Linked DNA regions of Sus scrofa: region 2 is linked to region 1. Evidence: chromatin contacts called from public Hi-C data. All regions are on one chromosome and are shown on one strand. The core of a region is the stretch at or near the end of the contact, and the rest is flanking DNA. Distances in the headings are between cores, read along the strand shown.

What was found. Hi-C and Micro-C count contacts between places; a contact is called where the count stands out from the background.
Region 2: a contact with region 1 is called in a Hi-C map of liver, with 7 times the contacts expected there. The contact joins the promoter of TAF7 here to the promoter of ZMAT2 in region 1. A contact is called at or near these places in 1 of 5 promoter capture datasets (liver) and 2 of 47 Hi-C or Micro-C datasets (heart right ventricle and liver).

Annotation. Positions count from the first base shown.
Region 1 is chr2:142,408,069-142,415,480 of Sscrofa11.1, forward strand. It overlaps ZMAT2 (zinc finger matrin-type protein 2), which reads left to right and starts at 2,902. Exons shown (of 6, transcript XM_003354316.4): 1 at 2,902-3,053; 2 at 3,386-3,479; 3 at 4,583-4,706; 4 at 5,633-5,706; 5 at 6,407-6,552. The coding sequence starts at 3,036. LOC100521256 (probable histidine--tRNA ligase, mitochondrial) reads left to right here. Exons shown (of 12, transcript XM_013995242.2): 11 at 1-44; 12 at 1,362-2,185. The coding sequence ends at 1,421.
Region 2 is chr2:142,948,189-142,955,600 of Sscrofa11.1, forward strand. It overlaps TAF7 (transcription initiation factor TFIID subunit 7), which reads right to left and starts at 4,423. Exons shown (of 1, transcript XM_005661764.2): 1 at 1,083-4,423. The coding sequence starts at 3,579. The coding sequence ends at 2,530. LOC100515772 (protocadherin gamma-A1) reads left to right here and starts at 4,487. Exons shown (of 3, transcript XM_021084925.1): 1 at 4,487-4,686.

The DNA.
Region 1 (7,412 bases), core at 1,652-4,151:
AACGATTGAAGCTAATTGCAGAGCTTTGGGATGCTGGGATCAAGGTATCGTGGAGCTGATATCCAAACCTTCTAGGTATATGGAATTCAGGCACCAGGCCCATTTCTACCTTCTGCTTAGGGTGGAACGCAAGACGTTTTTCGTCCTCACTAGAGTGTCTAAGGGTACAAGGCTACTTACCTTCTTCTCTGGATATGCTTGCTCCTGGGGTTTGAGTGGTGGTCACTTCTAAGCTCCCTATTCTTTTTGCTTTTTTAAGGGCCACACCTGTGGCATATGGAAGTTCCCAGGCTAGGGGTCGAATTGGAGCTGCAGTTTCAGGTCTACACCACAGCCACAGCAATGCCAGATCAGAGCCTCCACTGCCACCTACACCACAGCTTATGGCAATGCCGGATCCTTTACCCACTGAGCGGGGCCAGGGATTGAACCCACATCCTCGTAGATACTAGTCGGATTCATTTCTTCTGAATCACACTGGAATTCTGTATGGTCCCTATTCTTTGTTCACTGTTTTTAGGCAGAGCTGATGTATAAGAACAACCCAAAACTACTAACCCAACTGCACTACTCTGAGGACATGGGTATTCCACTGGTGGTCATTATTGGTGAGCAAGAACTGAAGGAAGGGTTCATCAAGCTGCGTTCAGTGGCCAGCAGGGAGGAGGTGAGTGCGGCAGTCAGAAATAGAAGGGACCAAATGTTTCTCCCTTTCTTAGATTCTTTAAGAAATATGTGGAGTTCCCGTCATGGCGCAGTGGTTAACGAATCCGACTAGGAACCATGAGGTTGCGGGTTGGATCCCTGCCCTTGCTCAGTGGGTTAGGGATCCGGCATTGCCGTGAGCTGTGGTGTAGGTCGCAGACGCGGCTCGGATCCCGCGTTGCTGTGGCTCTGGCGTAGGCCGGTGGCTACAGCTCCTATTCGACCCCTAGCCTGGGAACCTCCATATGCCGCAGGAGCGGCCCAAAGAAATAGCAAAAAGACAAAAAAAAAAAAAAAAAAAAAAGAAAAGAAAAGAAATACGTATCTTCTGGCTAAGGAAATATCTCCAGGGTTTATAGTGATAGAGATGAATGAGTACCCCCTCCAGGCAGCCATTGTAGCCAATGATGGCTGGGCAGGCAAGAAGACAAATGAAATCTCTTTGGGTATCTGGAGATAAAATAAACATAGATCCGGTGTTTGAATCCCTTTAGTCTTGAGCTCCTACCTTCTTCAGGTCAGCTTGAAGCCCAGACTCCCTACCGGTTGCATAGGTCATGGGAATAGTTGCCAAATTAAATGAATCTGGAAAAGCAGTGTCTGAGGTGCTAGTATCACTCTCTAGTTTGTCACATGAAGATTCTCTTATGTTTCAGGTGGCCATTAAGCGAGAAAATCTTGTGGCTGAAATTCAGAAGCGACTATCTGAGTCTTGATCCTTGCCTGAATGCCACCTGCTGCTCTTTGTAGAAAAGGTTTCATCTAGGACTGAGTTCCTGTTCCACAACTTTACAACTGCTGGCCAGGATGGCTGACTCGTGCCTACGCATCCTCCATCTTTTCTGGGTACAGAATTGTAGGAGGTCCTGAGGACTCTGGGGCTAGTGAGAGCAGCTATACTGCATGGGCGCAGATGGCTGGTATGTGACAGAGACATGCTCTAACTGCAGAGGCAGATGGCAGACTTGCAGTGCCGTTGAACGCTGCCAACATGTGCTAATAAGATGGTTGCTGTGAACAAGTCTCTGGGAAAGTCACCTCAGGTTGAGACGATTCTGAACCACTGAGATCAGAAGTCATGTCTTAGCCTTCCACTCTTCGCTTCTGAACCAAATTCTGGGCAGTTTGACCACTGTGTGGTCTTGGCCTGTCCAGGGAGTTTTTGGTAAACAGCAAGAAGGGGCAATGACTGCTCTCTGTTTTGTTTGAGGACAGAGATGCTAGCCCAAGGGCCCAGCAGTGCCCATATTAATATGACGTCTCTCTAGCCTACCCAGTGTTAATCAGGGTGAGGCCGTCTGTTTAATAATCTTGAATGTTGAATTTAATAGGCGACCTGACAAGATGGAGATCTGATCTTTTGAGACTTTGGAGACCATTACCTATGCCTGCTCTAACTAGTCCATGTCCTGCCGTGGAGGTGGCTGTTCTAGAAGTGGTTGTATAATATATTAAATAAAATATTAAATCTAGAAGCTTGGGTAATTTGTTATCGAGGGATTTGTTTGCATAGGCCATAGAAAACGCTTGAGTGCACACTGGAGGATGCAGTGAGCTAAGAGGAACGTCCCTGGGGTGATGTTTTATTTTTGGTGAAGGGAACAGCCATGCTTCCTCCTCCCCGCAGCTGTGAGATACAGTCACCTCACTAAGTCAGTGTGTAGTGTGACATTTGCTAGAGTTCTTCACCCTAGAGTGTTGCTGATGACTGGCCTTCCCAGGTCCGATCGTGTTGATTAAATTGTGCCCTGTAGATTGAATAATTGTGATGTTTCTCAGTTGAAGGAAAAATGAGTTAACCAAGGGGTGATAGCATTGCTTCAAGATAAAGAGACAAAATGCAAACAGCGCTTTCAGTTTGTGCATTAGGAAGACTACAGCCTGTGCAAACTCTTAGGAGCTCTGGGGCCCTATCTTCAGTGCACACAGGTAAAGAGGCATCTAGAGCCCCTGATAACAGAACTTCAGCCTTAAGAAGGTTTGGAAACTCTTGGCAGTGCACGCAGGTTGGTTAGACTAGACCGGAGGGCGCTGATCTGAACTTCATTTTCCTCTTACGTAAAATGGAAGGGTTGAATCTGTGCTTGTTTTTAAAGCCAGGGTGAAAAACCCTCGCAGGCGCCCTTACTTCCGCGTTGCTTCATACTCCCCTTGCGCATGCGCCATTTCCTTGGAGCAGGGGCGGGGCCGACGATCTTGTTTTAGAAATCCTCCAGTCCTTAGCTCGTTTAGAACACGAGACTCTAAGCTTATTGGAGGGCGGGCTTGCCTTACGGCGCAAGGCCGCTTTTTACGGCATTTTCCGGCTTTCCATTCACTTCGCTGTGAAGATGGCGTCGGGTAGCGGGGTAGGTGTTGTGTGTGAGGAGGCTTGGGATGGGGGGTGCGGGGCGGCTTTTCGGCGCTGAATACCCCGCACCCGCCTGGCTTCCCGACACCTCCTGGCGATCTAACCGCCTTGGTTTGAGAGCTCCCCCGTAAGGCCCTGGCGCAGGGTCATCGGAAGCGGGAAGGTCTCGGGTTGGGGTCCTGAGGCAACCTCAGCCTCCCGGTGCTGTCCGGAGAGGCTTCGCTCTTCCCAGGTCCCGGGGCCGCCTTAGCGGCTGGGGAGCGGTTTCTTCTGTTTGTCCAGGGGTCGGACACGATTAGCGACGAATCTTCAGCCCCTTTTCCCCCACAGGCAAAAAACTTGGACTTTCGCCGAAAGTGGGACAAAGATGAATATGAGAAGCTTGCGGAGAAGAGGCTCACAGAAGAGAGAGAAAAGAAGGATGGTGGGTGCCTGTTCCATCAAGTGCTAAGTGTACTGCAGATGCGAAGCAATGGTTAGCGAGTCGGTGGGGGGTTGAAACGCGCTGCCCCCTTTCCTGTGTAACCTCCGGCAGAATAGTGCCTCCCTGGCTCCTCAGGTAGAAAAGTAAGATAGGCGTGAGGAGATGAACTGAAATGGTTTGGAGGTGCTTTCCGGCTCTGCGGTTCCCTGCTTCCTTGCCCTTCCTTTGCTTGGCTCATTTAGTGCTTTCCTCAAGTACAGGGAAGACAGTGGAATCCTCAGTAGTGATCCTCAGAAGAAGTTAAGTGGAGTGTTTTTGCTGCTGTGTATTGCTGCTATTGAACGTGGGATTCTTAACACCGGATTCTTAACCTGGGGAACGTGGGATTGATTGTTTCATCTAGTGCTTACGGCTGTTCTCTGTGCCTTACATTTTGTCAGGGAGTTGGTCTTATTTTCTTTTCTGTTTTCAGACTTGTACTTTCTTTTGCTTTACTTGCATACTCCAGCACTTTTGGTTTTTATGTAACTCATGCAATAGTACTTGGCATATAGCAGATATTTCCTAGATAATAGTTCTTCTTTAAAAAACTTCCCCAGCTCTCAGAAGATTGCCGTGTTACACATGGGGTATCTGTCTGAAAACACTAAATGAGTGGTCTTGCTTTTCTTTTCTTTTTTGTCTTTTTAGCAGCATTCGCAGCATATGAAGGTTCCCAGTCTAGGGGTCGAGTCCGAGCCATAGCTGCTGGCCTACACCACAGCTCACAGCAACACCGGATTCTTAACCCACTGAGGCCAGGGATCAAACCTACGTCCTCATGGATACTAGTCAGATTCATTTCCGCTGAGCCAGGATGGGAACGCCATAGACTTGTTGGCTTTAAAGTGGAGAAAAGATGTAGGGAGTTAAGGATTGCTTATCATTTTTGCTGTGTTGAAATTCTCTGTAGCTACTGCTAGAAGGGACTCTTTTGTCCCTTGCTTCAGGTTTCAAAAAAGAAATGAAGGTAGACTTCTGGATTTTGCATTTTATGCATTTCTTTTCCTTTCTGGCTAAGGATCTCTGATAATGAAGCGACTTCCTTCCCCATTATATTCCAGGAAAGCCCGTGCAGCCAGTCAAGCGAGAGCTTCTCCGGCATAGAGATTACAAGGTGGACCTGGAATCCAAGCTCGGGAAGACAATTGTCATTACCAAGACTACCCCACAGTCTGAGATGGGAGGGTAAGTGGCTTTTCATTTATCTCTGCATCCAGGAGTAAGTCACATAAAACTAGGTTGGTTTCAGGAAGTGTTGAGCAGGATACTTGGCCCCAGAATAATAACCTTGTTTTCTGTCATTCCATGCTTTGTTCTCCAAGGCCTCAAGTTAACATAATAGTGTCTCTACGAGGTGTCACTCTGTAGGCTTTGTTATATTAGTACTATAACTACTTCTTAATATCTTAAAGGGAATTGTTTGTTCTCCTGCCAGAGGAAGACATGAAGGAAAGGTCTACTGAGGAGATGTCTAGGGGAGGAATTAGGTGAAGCTAGAATGAAGCCCAGGAGCTGTTGATGGTGGATAAAGGGGGTTAAGGTTGTGGACTAACTAGCTGCAAAGGTTGTAGTTGTTACGGATTTCCTGGTTGTGCACCTTGCTATTAGACCAAGACTATAAGCTTTAGAAAGAAGGCTCCCACAGGAACTCTCCTTCCTTTGGCCCACCACTACTTCTCTGTCCAGTTAGGTTTTCCAGCAGGAGGATCACACAGATAGCAATGTGTGACACTTCTCTGAGCTGCTTAGTAGACCCGCTGTTGTCATTCCTCTTTGTGTTAGTTATCTGCTGCTATAGAAATGAATACATTAACCCAAGACTTAGCAGCGTAAAACAGCAGGTAGCTCACAATATCTGGGGGTAAGGAATCTGGGACTTACTTAGGTGGTTCTGGCTCAGGCTTTCTCACAAAGTTGCCCTCAAAGGTCTGCATTCATCTGAGGTATAAGTGGGTCTAGAGGGTCTGCTTCCTAGCTCTGTCATGCTGTGGTGTGGAGGCCTCTTTGTTCTAAAAAGAACTTTGATTTCAAAATACATGTTTCTTGGTCAAAAGCGACAAAATCCTTACAACAATCCACCAACCCGAGTGCTGTTTCTTTCTGTTTTCTAGGTATTACTGCAATGTCTGTGACTGTGTAGTGAAAGACTCTATCAACTTCCTGGATCACATTAATGGAAAGAAACGTAAGGCTCAGAGGTAGTTTGGGGCTGGGATGGGAATTGGAGATAGGGTGGGGGAAAGGGTCATTTCTCTTGGGCCTCTTTTTTAATGTCAAGGGAATTCTATAGTTCCTTCAGCATAGGATCCTTTACTATTTATTTAATGTTTCTGGAGTCCAAGAGGTGCGAATCTGTTCTAGACTCTCAACAAGCCCAAGCCCAAACCATGGTCTTTTCTTGGGCCCAGCTGTCCACACTCACATGCATGTACTCTGTAAGGATAGTTGAAAGCCGCTTATATCTTGTTATCTGGAGCTGCTGCCAAAGGATATATATTTTTTTTTTTTAGCCATATTATTTTTTTGCATGCTTTCTGAGATTTTTGAATGTTAGGAAGACTTTTTGAGAGACTTAGGATTTTTTTTTTTTTTTCTCCTTTTTAGGGCCACACCCACGCCATATGCAAGTTCCCAGGCTAGGGGTCGAATCATAGCTACAGCTGCTGGCCTGCACCACAGCCAGGCAATGCCAGATCTGAGCTGTCTCTGTAACCCACACCACAGCTCACAGCAACTCCAGATCCTTAACCCACTGAACCAGGCCAGGGATCGAACCTGTGTCCTCATGGATGCTAGTCAGATTCGTTAACCACTCAGCCACGATGGGAACTCCAGGGACTTAGGATGTTGTTGTAATGACCTTCCTCACTATTGACCCCACCCAGATCAACGAAACCTGGGCATGTCTATGCGTGTGGAACGTTCTACCTTGGATCAGGTGAAGAAACGTTTTGAAGTCAACAAGAAGAAGATGGAAGAGAAGCAGAAGGATTATGATTTTGAGGAAAGAATGAAGGAACTCAGAGAAGAGGTGGGCTCTACAATCCTTCCCTTCCCTCTCCCCCAGCTTTGAATTTTATGTTATGAATCATAGTGAGGCTCTCTTCCTCAGTCCACTCCCATCCCCAGGGGAGAGTTGTATTTCCTGAATTTCTGTATATTAAGGGAAACTTTTATTGCCTTTATTTGGGACTCATGACTGAAAGAAATAGCTCTAAACCTATCCTTTTTTCCCCTGAACTCTCTGGCCATGCTTTTTTTTTTTTTTTTTTTTTTTTTTAATGGCTGCATCTGTGGTCTATAGGAGTTCCTGGGCCATGGGTTGAATGGGAGCTGCAGCTTAGGCCTACACCACAGCCATGGCAACACTGGATCTAAGCCACATCTGCAGCCTACACTGCAGCTTATGGCAATGCTGGATCCTTAACCCAGTGAGTGAGGCTAGGAATCAAACCTGTATCCTCCTAGACACTAGTTGGTTCTTAACCTACTGAGGCACAACAGGAACTCCCATACTTTTTTTTAAATTTTCAGGAGTGATTAATTAAATGTACCTAGTCTGCAAGAGGCCTGTGAAACCAGGCTGACTGGGTTGGAATTCTGTTTCCTCCACTTACTGTCTGTGATTCTTTGGCCAGTTATATAACCTCTCTGTGCATCTGTTTTCCCATGTTAGAGATCTTAATATATTATGTACAGAAAGAATAAATACACACACACAAATAAACAAGAGGAGTTCCTACATTGTTCGGATCCTGCACTGCTCTGCCTGTGGCATAGGCTGGCAGATGCAGCTCTGATTCAACCCCTAGCCTGGGAATTTCCATATGCCTTGGGTGAGGCCTTAAAAAGAAAAATAGTAATAAGCTTAAAAAAAAAAAGGAAAAAGAA
Region 2 (7,412 bases), core at 3,173-5,672, 540 kb after region 1:
GCCGCTGTGTGCGGAGCTGTCTTCCTAGTCTGTGTTGTCCCACAGAATTCTTACTGGATAATAAAAGAGAAAAAGCAGTTTAAGACTTTGGAGACCTGAATTGTCACCAGTGGTCCACTTTTTCATCTCAGATCAACATTTGACCTCCAAGTTCAAAATGTCTGGCTTTATGACATTTAGAACCAAACGTAAAGATTCCATTTACTTCATCTACAGATAGAATGCAAAATGGAGGCCATATTGACATGCTTATTCCAGCATTCCGTGTAAGAGCAAATTTAAAAAGGAACAACCTAAGTGACCAGCAATAAGGAAGTGGGTAAAATTAAGAAAAAATGCCTATCATGAAAAAGAGCAGGTCTGTGTGTACTGATATGGAAGGATACTTTTTTTGTTGTTGACGGCACCCACAGCGTGTGGAAGTTTCCAAGCTGCTGCAGTGATGCCAGATCCTTACTGCTGCACCACAAAAGAACTCCAGGATACTCATAGGTCTGATTGAATTTTAGAATAATGTCTATAACAAAATCTTTTTTTTTTGTTGTTTTACAAAATTACATATATGTATAGAATTAGATGTACACCAAATAAAGTCCTGGAATAATCCATACCAAAATGTTTACAACTTGCCCTGAAAAGTTTGTGCAAAAGTGGTCTTTACTTTTTATTTTTTGTAAAATTTCTGCACTGCTTAAAATTTTTCTGAGTCTTTTATTTCTATATTTTAAAACACAAATTTTAAAAAGTTCTTCAACTTCTAATCATGAACTCAGAAATATTGAAAACTGTGGCTCAACTATAAATCACACCTATCAGGCAAGGGAGCTGTGAGAAAAGTGAGTCTTTTTTGGTAACTCTGGATTTGCCTGAAGGGAAATGGATCCCAATTTTAAGTTTTTCTCTTTTGAAGTTTATGTAAGAGGTTATTACTCTTCACTACGTAGGTTTTAATATTACTGCAAACCCAAGCCATAAATAAAAAAATACAGCTATAGTAGTAAACTGACTCAGTTTATGCTGCCATTTACACTTTTAGAATGATTCTTTAATCTGAAACCAGTCAACCACACTTAAGACAACTGTTTTTTTTTGGCTGACCTTTGGCATATGCAGTTCCCAGGCCAAGGCAAGGATCAGATCAACACCGAAGATCCTCTAAGCCTCTGTGCCACACCAGGAATCAAACCTGCATCCCAGTGCTCCCAAGACTCTGCCAATCCCGTTTGGCTACAGCGGGAACTCCAAACGAGCTGTTTCTTTCCACACTTTCTACCATTTTGGTCACTCTTTAATTCAAATCATTCTCTGATCTGTTATGTTCCAACCCCAGTAAATAGGCAATAATAATTTGCTTTTTTTCCAGGAACTGTTCTAAATCCTTTCTAAGTATCAACTCAATTGCCACAACTCAAGGGTCCTGAGGGAGATTATCGTCTCCATTTTAGAGATGAGGAAATTGAGGCAAACAGGTTAATTTACTTGCCCAAGATCACCTAACTAGGTCACTGAACTAGGATACAAATCCAGGCACTGTATCCCTTGAACTTACTATTCTTTAGTAAGTTTACAGTGACTAACAAGGCAAGTGCCTAATCTCAGGGAATTTACAGCCTGGTGAACACAGAGCAACAGTAACTTACACTCTCCTACGATAGATGAGTAACAGAGTATTTATCCCAGTAGACTATTGTAGAGGAAGAGGAGTAATTAAACTCCTTGAAAAAATGTAAACAAGCTCAGTATGGATTGAAAACACTGAGATCAGGCTGAAAAAAAATTTAGGAAGTTTCTCTATTTCCTCAAAATGGAGCAGGGGGGTTGGAAACATACTGCATATGAATTTCCCAATTTCTTTCCCCTGCTGTGTTCCTCTTTTTCTTAAAATATAACTGTTTCTTTTCCTACAAAAAAGAATCCGATTGGTCAGTCCATTAAATCCCACTAAAATACCACCTCAGAAGAGGACCTGATACCCCCTTCCCCTAAAAAAGACACATTATGAGGTGAAAATCACTTGTTTTTATTTCTTGTGGTCAAACAACTATGAAAATGATTTGCAATGCTACATATGATTAACTGCTTTGAAGAGCAGAAAGATAGCTACAGCATGGGAAAACATATGCAAACAAGCTTCACTGCCTTTAGACTAGACTCTAATTATCTCAGATGGCATCACAGAATAGCAATGGCAACTTCTGGTAAACTGAGAAACAGTAGCAAAGTCCTGCAGTGAAGCTGTGATTAATCAGTAAGTTGAACTCTTCCCTCCACTAATCCTACAACTTCCTTACATTTCTCTGTCTATACATCCTACTTCCTACACGACAAACACCTAAAAAAGTGGTTCTTAAAGACAAATGAGAAAGAAATTCACATTTATATCTGTCGATATGACAAACCCAATAGAAGGCAGTGAAGAAAATGGCAACTACTGCAAAGTTATATAGTACCTAGTCCAGGTGATGAAACCAAAATTTTTCTTTCAATGCCGACTACTCTGAGGAATGAAATTAAGTATCAAAGCTCTCCTCACTTCTCCAGGAGTGATTCTAGCTCCTCCTGCAAAGAGCTGAGCTGCTCCTTTTCTCGGTCTTCCTTTTGTTTCAGTTCATCCAGCACGGCCTGAAATCTGTTCTTGAGAGCCAGATTTTCCACCTTCATGATCAGATCCTCCTGTCGCTTTGCCCTGTCCTGGGTCTCTTGGAGCTTGCCTTTCATGTTATCAATCTGTTTCTGAATTCCCATCACCAGCTGATTGGTTCCCTCATTTTCTTGGTGCTGTTCATCTGATTCATTGAGCTTGTCCTGTAGCTGCCTTTCCAGATCTTCCTCCGTGTCGATGATGTTTATATCTTCTTCATCTTGATGCTGTGTCTCATCTTCATCCTCACTGCTGCTGCTGAGGTCATTGAATATCTCCCGAAGCTCATCGTGTTCCAGTGAGTCATGGCCCTGCCTGTGGCCAGACATTCCTGGGGAAGAGATATCAAGGCCTTGATTTTCTGTTTCTTTTGTTTCATCTTCAGCAATTATTTCCCAGCGGGTACTGACAGCTTCGGCATCTGTGCTCAGCAAGCGCTTCACTTCTTTTTCCACATCCGGAGACTCAATGTACTTCTTCTTTGCTGTCTTTCGGAACCTTCTCTTTCGGACATTTTTTAGAGGCAGAGTAATTCCATGGTTCCATATAAACTTCTTCTCTTTGTCCTTATCCTTTTTCTTGCTTGCTTTGGGATCAGCAGTAGCAGCTGGTTCCTCCACAGGGGGATAGAGATCACCATCAACTGTAGAGACGAGCATCTGACAGATATCAGCTGTCTTGTAAAAGGTTTTTTTATCAATGGTTTTCAAACTCTCCATAACACAGGGCAGATCTACCAATTTTGAGGCCAGTGGGACCCGGTCCACTCTGACGATTCCATGACGCCCATCGGGGTGTAACTCAATTGTCAGTCTGTCCTTCAGGTTGACATGGCCAGACTGTACTGCCCGCCTCACCGTAGAGGCATATTCCGGAGGTAGGCGTAAGATAAACTGGCTCTCCAGTTCATGAGGAGCATCGTCTTTGCTCTTACTCATCTTTATTTCTCTGTGACTCACTTTTTCTCTATCAACCACTTGTTGGACTAAAAAGTTCCGGCTATGTCAACAGAAAGACTAGTTCGTCATAAATTGAAGTCTTTAAGTACAAAAAGCTCTAAGTAGAAAAGCACCTAAGCGTCTATTGTGAATTAAGGCCCAAGTCTTTCTAAAGACGCTGTGACTGAATACCAGTGGTTACAAACACTTATTAAGTCCTTTTAAATCTATTAGCTGCAATGCCAAGTTCCAACCTCTAGATGCCGCTGCAGCCACCAGGGAGAGCTAGCTAGCAGGAAAGCAAATGGCCGCTCCTACGGAAGGATTTTTGGCACAGAAAGGAAGGCGCAGCAGAAACTTTCAATGCACAAACTCTCCCGGAACAAAGATATTCAAGAAGCGGGGCGTAGTGAGCTCTCTTCGCCTCGGGTACTTACAATCCAGTGACGATTATAAATCCAGTCTCTCCGGACCGAAGCGAAAGGAAAAGGAAGCCACTCGCAGCAAAGTGGCCGGGGCCCAGCGTCTCCTTCCCGATTCCTTTGTTCTTCCCAGCTCTTGGCAAAGCGATCCGCTAATGATTATCAGATCAGTAAAATGGATCAGGATGGGCAACGCGAAATCTCGCCGAGATTCGCAGCTCCAAGCGCCAGATTCTGCAGCTCAGCAGCTCGGCAGCGGAGCAGTTCGGCAGCGCGGCAAAGAAGCAGCTCGGCAGCGCAGCAGCTCCCAAGCTCTGTGGAACTCCGTCTGGAGCGCAGATCTAGCGGAAAAGGATGCTACGTCACCGCTTGGGCGGGAGGCGGCTGTGAGTGACGGCAGGCTTCTGGCGGAAGTTGGGGCGGGCCCCGGCGCGCGCAGGCGCAACGTGCAATTACGTTGGCCAGCGTGAACTCTCATCTCGCGAGAATTTGGCTTTACGCGATAAGAATGAGACTTTCATAAAGAGCTATCGGTTTGGAAATACTTAGAGGATACGATCCTGACCCCGCTAAGCCAGAACTTTTATCGAATCGCCCTGCGGCCGGATAGCTCCTAGGCTTCCAGATAGTTGCCGGAGATAGGGCGTCCGTGCGGAATGCGTCTTTGTTTCTGGAAACAACTCAGGTGCTCCCTAGGCTATATCCACTCTGGAGTCGCTACAAGAATTCATAACCAAACATGCAGTGGATTTTAAATACACAAATCAGTGGAGTAAGGACTTGCCGCCCACTGCGTAATTCTAAGTATGTGTATTGACTGTGAAAAATGTCCATAAGGAGCCCATGACTCAGGGTCCGTTTCTGTTTGAAGATACCCTGAGGAAACAGGGGTGATTCCTCTTCTTAATGTTTTGGACGTCGTTATACACGTAGACAGAGAAGGTGATGTTCTTCTGGAGGCCCATATTCATTTAGGACAGTTTTCTGAAAGATGAATGGTCTGATTAAAGTAGAATAGAATTGAAGTTATTACTCCCTGCCGCACATTTGCCAGTAATTTTTAAATTAGTTTGGAATTTTTAAATTCTGCCTCCGCTGTTTGGATAACTGTTTTCTACTTGCCTGTTCTTCAGGTGGTCAGGTATTCTTCAACATGTATTTATATACTTTGGCCTAACATGTTCTTCAGGTGGTCAGGTATTCTTCAACATGTATTTATATACTTTGTAACCGTTTACACTCATCCTATTCATTTCCATTTATTTTTTTAATAGGATCATTTTGGTAGAGTATCAGAGTCATTAAAATTTTAATTCCTGTCCTCTAGAATATTAACACCTAAGTTTGAGAACTCACTTAAAATGTGATTAACATTTACAAAATTCACTTTATTTCTTTATTTATTGTCTCCCTCATTCAAGATTGGAAGCTCCATGTTAATCAGGGATGTGATACCATGTACATTTGGTTCCAGTGCCGAGTATCCAAACGTGGAAGATGGAAAACATTTGCTATTTGAATGAAACAATGGCTCCATCCAGAAAAAAACAAATATAATCTAAATCCTCTAACAATTTGAGAGAGAAAATACATTCTATATCACCTTAAAATGAGATAGAGCCATTTAATATACATTTATTCTCCAGTCAAGGATGGTGCCAATTGTTATGAGGGGAGAGGTTTGCATCTAGCTTGTGTGAACGTATCCCTTTGGTTGTGGTAGACTGTGATACTGTGTATCACCTGGTGGAATTTAAACGGCTTTGCCATACTTGGGTCGTGTGGAAGTTCCCTGGCCAAGGCTATCCAACACATTGCACTTGCAGCCTGTGCCACAGCTGGGACAATGCTCTATCCTTAATCTGCTGCACTGCAAGGGAATTTCCCAGTTTGTTTTTTTCATGTTAAGATCGAAGGAAAATGATGCTCTTCCACATAATTGTACTTTAAAAATTTTTTGAATTATTTTTTCTTTCCTATATAGTTTATTACAGAATATTGAGTAGATTTCTGTCATGCAGATGTACTTTAGTTCTTTGTTCTGTAATGCATAAAGAATGTTAGCTGATGTATGTATAATTTCTTGGCTGATCTGTTCCCTCTTTTTGAAGGTGAAAGTTTCCAGTGTTCTTGTCCTTGAATTATATTTAACTTATTTCATAGATATAAGTTTAACATGCTAGTCTCTGCATAATGTTTTTTAACCCTATAAAACATGAGGCCATGCTTATACATGAAAATAATCCAGATATTGCTGTCCATTTTAATTGTCTAAGTTTTATGATGCTCAGATATCTTTGTCACAGAAAATAACTTGAGGTGAATTCTCTGCAGTTCTGAGTTATGAAAAGTATGATGTATTTCAGTTAGTAAACCTTTAAAAGGAAGATTGTCAGAGATAATTAAAAGGATCAACTGAAGTTTCCCCTAAAGTATCTGCATCCTTCAGTCCTGAAACCTATTTTCTGCTTTCAGTTCACATTTTCTGAATGCTGGTTGTTTTTGTTGTTGTTGTTGTTTTGTTTTTTGTCTCTTTTTTAGGGCCACACTGGAAGCACATGGAAGTTCCTAGACCAGAGGTCAAATCAGAGCTGTAGCCACTGGCTTACACCTACATCTGCAATAGCAATGCCAAATCCAATCCACATCTGCCACAGCTCATGGCAATGCTGGATCCTTAACCCACTGAGCAAGGCCAGGGATTGAACCTGCATCCAAATGGATACTAGTCAGATTCATTTCTGCTGAGCCACGACAGGAACTCCTGAATGCTATTTTTTGAGGGATAATTACATTGATCCTAAAGCTAAGGGCTTTGCCCTATCACCATTACCTTAATGTCTATTGATAAATCCACTTTTTTTTTTATCAAATCACTTGATGTATAGAAACACTGAGCTGATGAAGGAATTACACTCCTGTATTTGTTCCATGGAATATCGGGATACAAGTGAGCCAAAGCTTTAGGGGGAGCAGTATCTTCCCCAGTGTGTTAACAAGTCTCAAAGACTTCCTACCTATGATTAAGGAGTAGACAGTCAGGCTAATGCTCTATGATTGAAAATGCCCTTTAATAATCTTTGACGTTTCTTACACTGTGGAGGTTAAAATTGTGAGTTATGGAAGAAGCTTTTGCTTATATTTTGGAGATATAAAATTATAGGAGTGAGGAAATAGCAAATACCCCCCAAAAGTACTCCTATATGCTGTTGTGCATACGCAGTAAAAGCAGGTTAACTAACATATAGCAGTGTCCTGTATCAGTAGGATGCTTTCTATAGAAAAAAAGACCAACCTGATTTACCCTGGTTTAAACAATAAAAGAATGTATTGTCTCAAAAACCAGGTAGACTAAAGCAGTTCTGTCCAATAGAAATATAATGTGAGCCACAGATGAAAGCTGCATTATTA